2 separate regions of the Mus musculus genome follow, and region 1 is linked to region 2. A link is a contact called in public Hi-C data. All regions are on one chromosome and are shown on one strand. The core of a region is the stretch at or near the end of the contact, and the rest is flanking DNA. Distances in the headings are between cores, read along the strand shown.

Evidence for each region. Hi-C and Micro-C count contacts between places; a contact is called where the count stands out from the background.
Region 1: a Hi-C map of cerebellum shows a contact between it and region 2, with 2.7 times the contacts expected there. The contact joins two enhancer-like sites. A contact is called at or near these places in 4 of 484 Hi-C or Micro-C datasets (cerebellum, cerebral cortex, cortical neurons and 1 more).

The regions. Positions count from the first base shown.
Region 1 is chr10:71,788,016-71,791,135 of GRCm38.p6, reverse strand. No RefSeq gene overlaps it. Among named protein-coding and RNA genes, the nearest start is that of Gm22937, 110 kb to the left of the region's middle. Within about 2 kb of position 1,700, at least 4 of the 459 cell types and tissues checked have an H3K27ac peak or open chromatin away from gene starts, as enhancers often do. A contact at or near this core is called in cerebellum, where this site is marked.
Region 2 is chr10:71,484,007-71,487,644 of GRCm38.p6, reverse strand. No RefSeq gene overlaps it. Among named protein-coding and RNA genes, the nearest start is that of Gm34486, 41 kb to the left of the region's middle. Within about 2 kb of position 2,099, at least 13 of the 459 cell types and tissues checked have an H3K27ac peak or open chromatin away from gene starts, as enhancers often do. A contact at or near this core is called in cerebellum, where this site is marked.

The DNA of each region.
Region 1 (3,120 bases), core at 451-2,950, 300 kb before region 2:
CTTTCTTGGGCTCTGGCTGCCAAGAACAGGTTTTATAATGACAGCCAATGAAATCCACACACTGGTTTTGTTGTTTTGTTTTTGTTTTTGTTCTTGGTTTTTGTTTGTTTTTTGTAAAGTACTTGCTTTGACTTTGGAAATTGAAAGTAAAATTAACTCACTTGTGACTTCTCACGAGTCTGTTTAGCTATACCATCTAGCTCTCCAAACTAATTATATTGAATCATAAAGCCCAACTTTTCTCATGCCTGGCGATTTAACATACTTAATGAATCATTCTTCTACTTAAGTCGTTGCCTCATTTCTTTGAGAGAGAACGATTTAGTGTGAGCAACGGAGCCTTTTCTTTTTTTTAATATCTGTGCCTAGGTGGGCTGTTGCTCTTATCATTTCCACTACAGTAGTCAAATATCTGCAGAAATCTGGTTCCTCTTATGAATTTAACAGGGAGAGCGCTCAGAAAATAAATCAGTCTGGCGAACACATCTTTATTGGATTTTATGACCAGATCTATAACTCTTTCGTGAGACACTCTTCAGGAGATAGAAGAAGTAGGCTGAGAATAAATACACCATTAAAATTCAAAATGCTAGGTGCTGGGTGTATATAAAACATCTAAAGGGCCACGCAAGATGCAGAGAAGATGAGAAAAGTCCTCAGAGCAGCGCTAGAATGATAAACAATCCACCAAGGAGACACAAGAGGGTAGGCAACAGGGTTAGGAGGACATTGCCTTTCAACATGCCAAGTTTAAAGTGAATGAGACAAGCAAGAGCCTCTGTATAACCTCTTCCTGGAGCTGAAGAAGGATGGTACCCAAACTGGAGTGTACATTTGCATACAGATGGTGCTGAGCATCATCCTGGTAGCTCACTTGTAGATTGGCAGAAAGAGGGCTGGGGTGTTTGCGCCCTTCATCATGAAATGCTCTTGTGCTGTAACAGCTAGGACTTCCTTTCACAGCTGAAGTGACAGAACCAACTGACTGATTGTGCCTGGGGAGTTCTCACTTCAAGAGACAGCTGCAGTTTTCTGACAGACTCTGATTCCTAGACAGCTTGGCACTGTCATGTCTCCAGCAGAGTCAGGTCTCCCAAGTAGAAGAAGAACAGATTTTAAATGAAAAATAGCTTACCTTTCAATGAGCCAAGAGTCATCTTTGCTAGGATTTGCAGTAGTCCTCTCATGGTGTCCTTTTCAATGCCAGCAAAAGTCATGTTAAGTCCTGTCTATTATTTCCATAACATTAGCTTCTTGAAGCCCATGATTGTAGATCAGTGGTTCTTGGCCTTCCTAATGCTGCAACCCTTTAATACAGTTCCTCATGTTGGAGTGACTCACAAACATAAAATTATTTTTATTGCTACTTTATAACTATAATTTGCTACTGCTATTAATTGTAATGTAAGTATCTGATATGCAGGATAGCTGATATGAGACCCCTGTGAAAGTCTTTTCACACCCCCAAGGGGTCTCCACCCATAGGTTGAAAACCACTGCTCTAGATGGTATTTCTATCTAGCAGAAGAAACAGTACTCCCTAACTGTAAGTAACCACAGCAAGTTCTTCTATTACTTTGAGCCTCTTCTTCTAGTGTGGTCTTGCTTTATTTGCCAGGAAACTGGTTCACCCTAAGGAAGAACTCTCATGCAAAGAGGATTAGGCAGCGTTCCAGACTCCATTCCCAAAGTTGCAGAGAGCCAGCATGTTCACAGGCTCTGCCAAGTGTCAGTCCACACAATGCACATGTCACTAACTGCCTGGTTTCTGGACTGACTCTTGCTCTGTCTGCATCTTCTTCCTGAGATGAGTATCCTCTTTCACTCAACACCAACCACAACACACCTTAAGGGTTTAAGAAAAACCAAATCAGAAGCAGAGAACTAAACTTTAGGAAAAGCTTCCAAAATCTCCAAAAGCCTAATAATCCAAGATAGATAGATAGATAGATAGATAGATAGATAGATAGATAGATAGATAGATAGATAGATAGATAGATAGATAGATAATATCCCTGGTTAATGCTAGTACATGCTTATAATTCCAGAACTTGGGAGACAGGGACCAGAAAATCAGAAGTTCAAGCTATCCATGCCACACAGTAGTTTCATGAGAGAGCTCTGTCTTGGAAACGTTATCTACAAATCTCCATATATTTGTAGAGCATAAAATTGAAGTTATTCCAAAATTATCTATCTGATAAGTAGATTTTGGTAGATTTGATTTTTTTTGTCAACTGAGTGGGGGGGAGACAAAGGGTTTGTGGCAGCAGACCTTCCGGGAGTCATAGAAATGTGGGAGAGGCTAACATAGAGAGAATATTTCTATTCAGAATATATTTATATGCTGTTCCTAGTATCAGGCAAAGAGCTCTCATTCCTCCCTAAGTGGAAAGGGGAACAGACAAATAAGGAGACAAGAGAGTACTTATCTGGGGAAACACATGAGCCCACTAACAGCAGAAAAACTAAAAGTGAATGAAAAAGAATGTTCATTTAATACATGTTGCTTTTTTATGTGTATGAGTGCTCTCTCTGCTTACATATACATATACACATACACACATATGTGTATATATATACATATATATGTGTGTGTGTATATACATATGTATATATATACACATACACGTGTGTGTGTGTGTGTGTGTGTGTGTGTGTGTGTGTGTGTGTGTGTGTGTGTGTGTATGCAGTGCCAGTGCCTGCTGAGGCCTAAAGTAGATATCAGAATCCCTGTTACCAGAGCTATAGATGGTTGTGAGTTACTGGGTGCATGCTGGAAACCATATCTGCAGAGTAGTACACACTCTTAACCACCAAGCCATCTCTCCAGGCTCCTTCTTGGTTTCCCAAAAATTTGTTACATGGTGTGTTAGCCTCCAGGATCTTCCTTTGTCTTTCAAAGTTGAGCAGAGTTTGTTGGACAGTGCCCTCAGCTGGAAGGCAGAGAAACCCTAACCACCAAACACAGAACCGTCCTTCTGAGCTGACTCATCATCTGAGCTCCTCGGCTTCAAGGCTCTTTTAGTGTGGAGTTGCTCTGTGATCTATCTAATACCCAGGCCCAAGTGAATGGCATCTGCAAAGCATCCAGCAAAAGGGACTAAGTGCCTGTTTCAA
Region 2 (3,638 bases), core at 850-3,349:
TCCTGGAACACCTGATCCCAAGAAAGCCACTTTGAAAGATAGCAAGGCACACATGAATCCCCTGGGGTCTCTTTCAGTGGCAGGAAGGAGGTGGGAACACTATTTTTAATCAACAGATTTTGCCAAAGGGAAGAGTGACTGTCTTAAAGTAGAAATGAGATGAGAAAGTTCTTAGAGGCTGTGGACAACCAGAAGGAAGCAGTGTCTCATGTGACAAAACAGTCACACTCATGAACTCATGGCAGGTATGGTTGCTCGCAGAATACCTGCACAAGATCAAGCTGGTCAAGACTGCAGCATTCTGGGAGGAGGGGACACATAAGCTCCCAGTCCTGGCTGAGGAGCTATTGGCACATGGTTGCTAAAGGAGAATTGATTCATTTTCTTCAGGCATCTGTCTCCTGATAGGCTGAGCAAGCTCCAGTGAGTCCTCCAGCATCACTCAATAAACTAATCAGTGCACGGACCCATGTCTGTGAGTCCAATGACATCACTAAATAAATTAATCAGTGCACGGACCCATGTCTGTGAGTCCACCAGCATCACTAAATAAACTAAAGAATTTACCAACTATATGAGTTAGCAAAAACTAAAAGACATGAAGTCGAAAGAGAGAAGTGGGGTCTAAGAGGAGCTGGAAGAGAAAGGGGACAGAAATGATCAAAATATATTGTATACAGGGCTGGAGAGACGGCTCAATGGTTAAGAGCACTGACTGCTCCTTACAGAGGTCCTGAGTTCAATTCCCAGCAACCACATGGTGGCTCACAACCATCTGTAATGGGGTCTGATGCCCTCTTCTGGTGTGTCTGAAGACAGAGACAGTGTACTCATATATATATAAAATAAATAAATCTTTTATATATTTATATATGCATATATCTACATGTATGAAATTCTCAAAAAATAAACCAAAATACTAAAATACTTTATATTTTTAGAAGGAATGGGACTATATGGATACACTCAATACTTACAGCCTTGAGTCATGCAAAGCACAGAGTTGTGACACCAACTTCATTATTTCCTGTGTCTTGACCAAACTCAACCAATCAGACATAAATAAAAGGCAACCAGTGTTACTACTATGGAAGTCTGAACACAGAAAAGCAGATATCATTTTAAACACCTCAGAAAATGTGTGTTGTATGGTTGGTTACATCCAGAAATAGTCTCTAGTCCTTTATCCCCAGTACATATGTGCAATGTTTTATTTAGATGTATAATAGTAATTTTAAAATAAGTGAGCAGTTTGTATTTTATCCTATAAATTGCACGTGGTCCTTTAAGCTGGCCAACAGTATCCAGTGCTCTTCACACTGCCCTGCTAACCAGATGGCTGACACCAAACCAACTCAATGGTATTTCGTGTGGATATTTTTTTCTCAAATTACCGTGTTTGACCTTTTCTTTTTAATTTTACTTGTATATTGTGACTTCCAATTTTGTGTTCTTATGAGTTTTGTGTGTCTGTCTATGTGTGTGTATGTGCCTCTGGGTGTGTGTGTGTGTGTGTGTGTGTGTGTGTGTGTGTGTGTGCCTCTGTGTGTTTTTGTCTGTGTATGTCTGTCCATGTGTGCATGTCAGAGTGTCTATCCTGAGAGTGTCTCTGTGTGTGTGTGTGTGTGTGTGCATGTGTCTGTGTTTTCAGTGTGTGTGTGTGTGTGTCTGTCTGTCTGTCTGTATGTATGTATGTTTGTATTTATGTCAGTGTGTGTCTGTGTATGTATATGTGTGTCAGTGTATGTGTTTGTCAGTCTGTCTGTCTGTCTGTGTTTCCTGTGCTTTTTTGTTCTTTTTGTTTTTTCAACTCTGGTTTGTTTTCTAAAGAGAGAAAGCAGGCATGGACTTGGAAGCCTGTGGGGCTGAAGAGGATCTGAAAGCAGTCTGGGTGGGAAATTGCGATCAGAATATATTATATAAAAATATCTTTAATTACAAAAGAGACAATGGGCAGCAGCGGGAAGGGTAAGTTAATGGCCGCACGCTCTGGTGAAGGTCCGTTCCCCTCCTTCTGGTGGGAAGCACTCTCAGCGCTGCTGCCATCAGCCATTACGGAACTTGGAACTTAGCTCTTTGTATTGGTGTGATGATTTGTTGCCATGACTACCAAGCCAAAGTCGTCTCTACTTCGCGCTAGCTAGTGGTCATGTCAGGCCTGGAGGGAAAGTTCCACTACAACACTCTCTCCGTGCATTTTTAAATTTTTGTCAGAGATAGATTATCTTATCTACACGAACAAGAATCAGAAAGAGGGAGCCGTGTGTCCCACGGTGACAATATCATAGGCTTCGCTGGGATCTAGATCCTAATGCCCAAGGTGCCAGGCAGCTGGTGCTCAGCACGAGTCCTCCACCCTCTATAGGAGAAAGAAAATCAGGGAGATGTGGCAAGGGACAGCTGCCTCTGTCCTGACTGCCCTGGAGATAGAATGGCCTCTCCACCCTCAACTGCAGGTGAATGCCAGAAAGAAGTCATGTGCCCTCGGATGCTCCCATGTGACAAGAGAATACAGGAAGACTTAATGGTGGTGGCAGGGGCTCAGAGGTGGTAACTAAGCAGGACACAGGATCCTGACCTTCCTTCTGGGGAGGACTTAGAGATTTAAGGTGACTGCCAGGGCCTCAGATCCAGTCCATAGATAAATGGTCAGCAGAAAAGACCAGAGGAATCTCCTGCAAGATAGCTGACCCTTGGAGGTGACCATGTGGGAGGGGCCACCCTTCCCTCAGGACTGGGCTCACCACCATGACACCCCTCTCTTCTCTCTCCTCTGTAGCTCTGTCTCTGTCTCTCTGTCTGCCCCTTCCTATCTCTCTCCTCTCTCTTCATTTCCTCTCCAAGGTCTTCCCTTCCCCCTCCCTCATTCACATCCTTTCAGGCCTTTAATTCCCACAACCACTTTGAAGGAAAGAGACAATTTCTTCCAGAGCTGTGACCACCCACACACCTGGAGTCCCTAGGACTTGAGTCTTTAGTAATGAATTCTAATCCTCAGCTCCCCGACACACATCTGCCCCCGAGGAAGAATGAGACATCCTGTAGATATGACCAGTCTTAGCAGAAAACAAAGCTCCCGTCTTTATTTTTTTTTCTTTTAGACTTTAACAATACTTTTATTATTTATTTAGCCCTTCGCAGCTCAGCCCACACAGAGAAAAGGGTTATTTGTACTTCTGTAGCCTGTGTGGGTATATGAGTGAAGCAGAGCTGGCATCAGCTGCTGGTACTGTGGAGCAAAGGGAGACCTAAGCACACGTATAAAGGTGACCACGCCCAGGAGGGTTGATTGGCAGGCTGGAAGACAAATGCCCAATAAAGGCATTTATTTTTTTTAATATTTTTATTAGGTATTTTCCTCATTTACATTTCCAATGCTATCCCAAAAGTCCCCCATACCCTCCCCCCCCCACTCCCCTACCCACCCACTCCCACTTTTTGGCCCTAGCGTGCCCCTGTACTGGGGCATATAAAGTTTGCAAGTCCAATGGGCCTCTCTTTCCAGTGATGGCCGACTAGGCCATCTTTTGATACATATGCAGCTAGAGTCAAGAGCTGCGGGGCACTGGTTAGTTCATAATGTTGTTCCACCTATAGGGTTGCAGATCCCTTTAGCTCCTTGGGTACTTTCTCTAGCT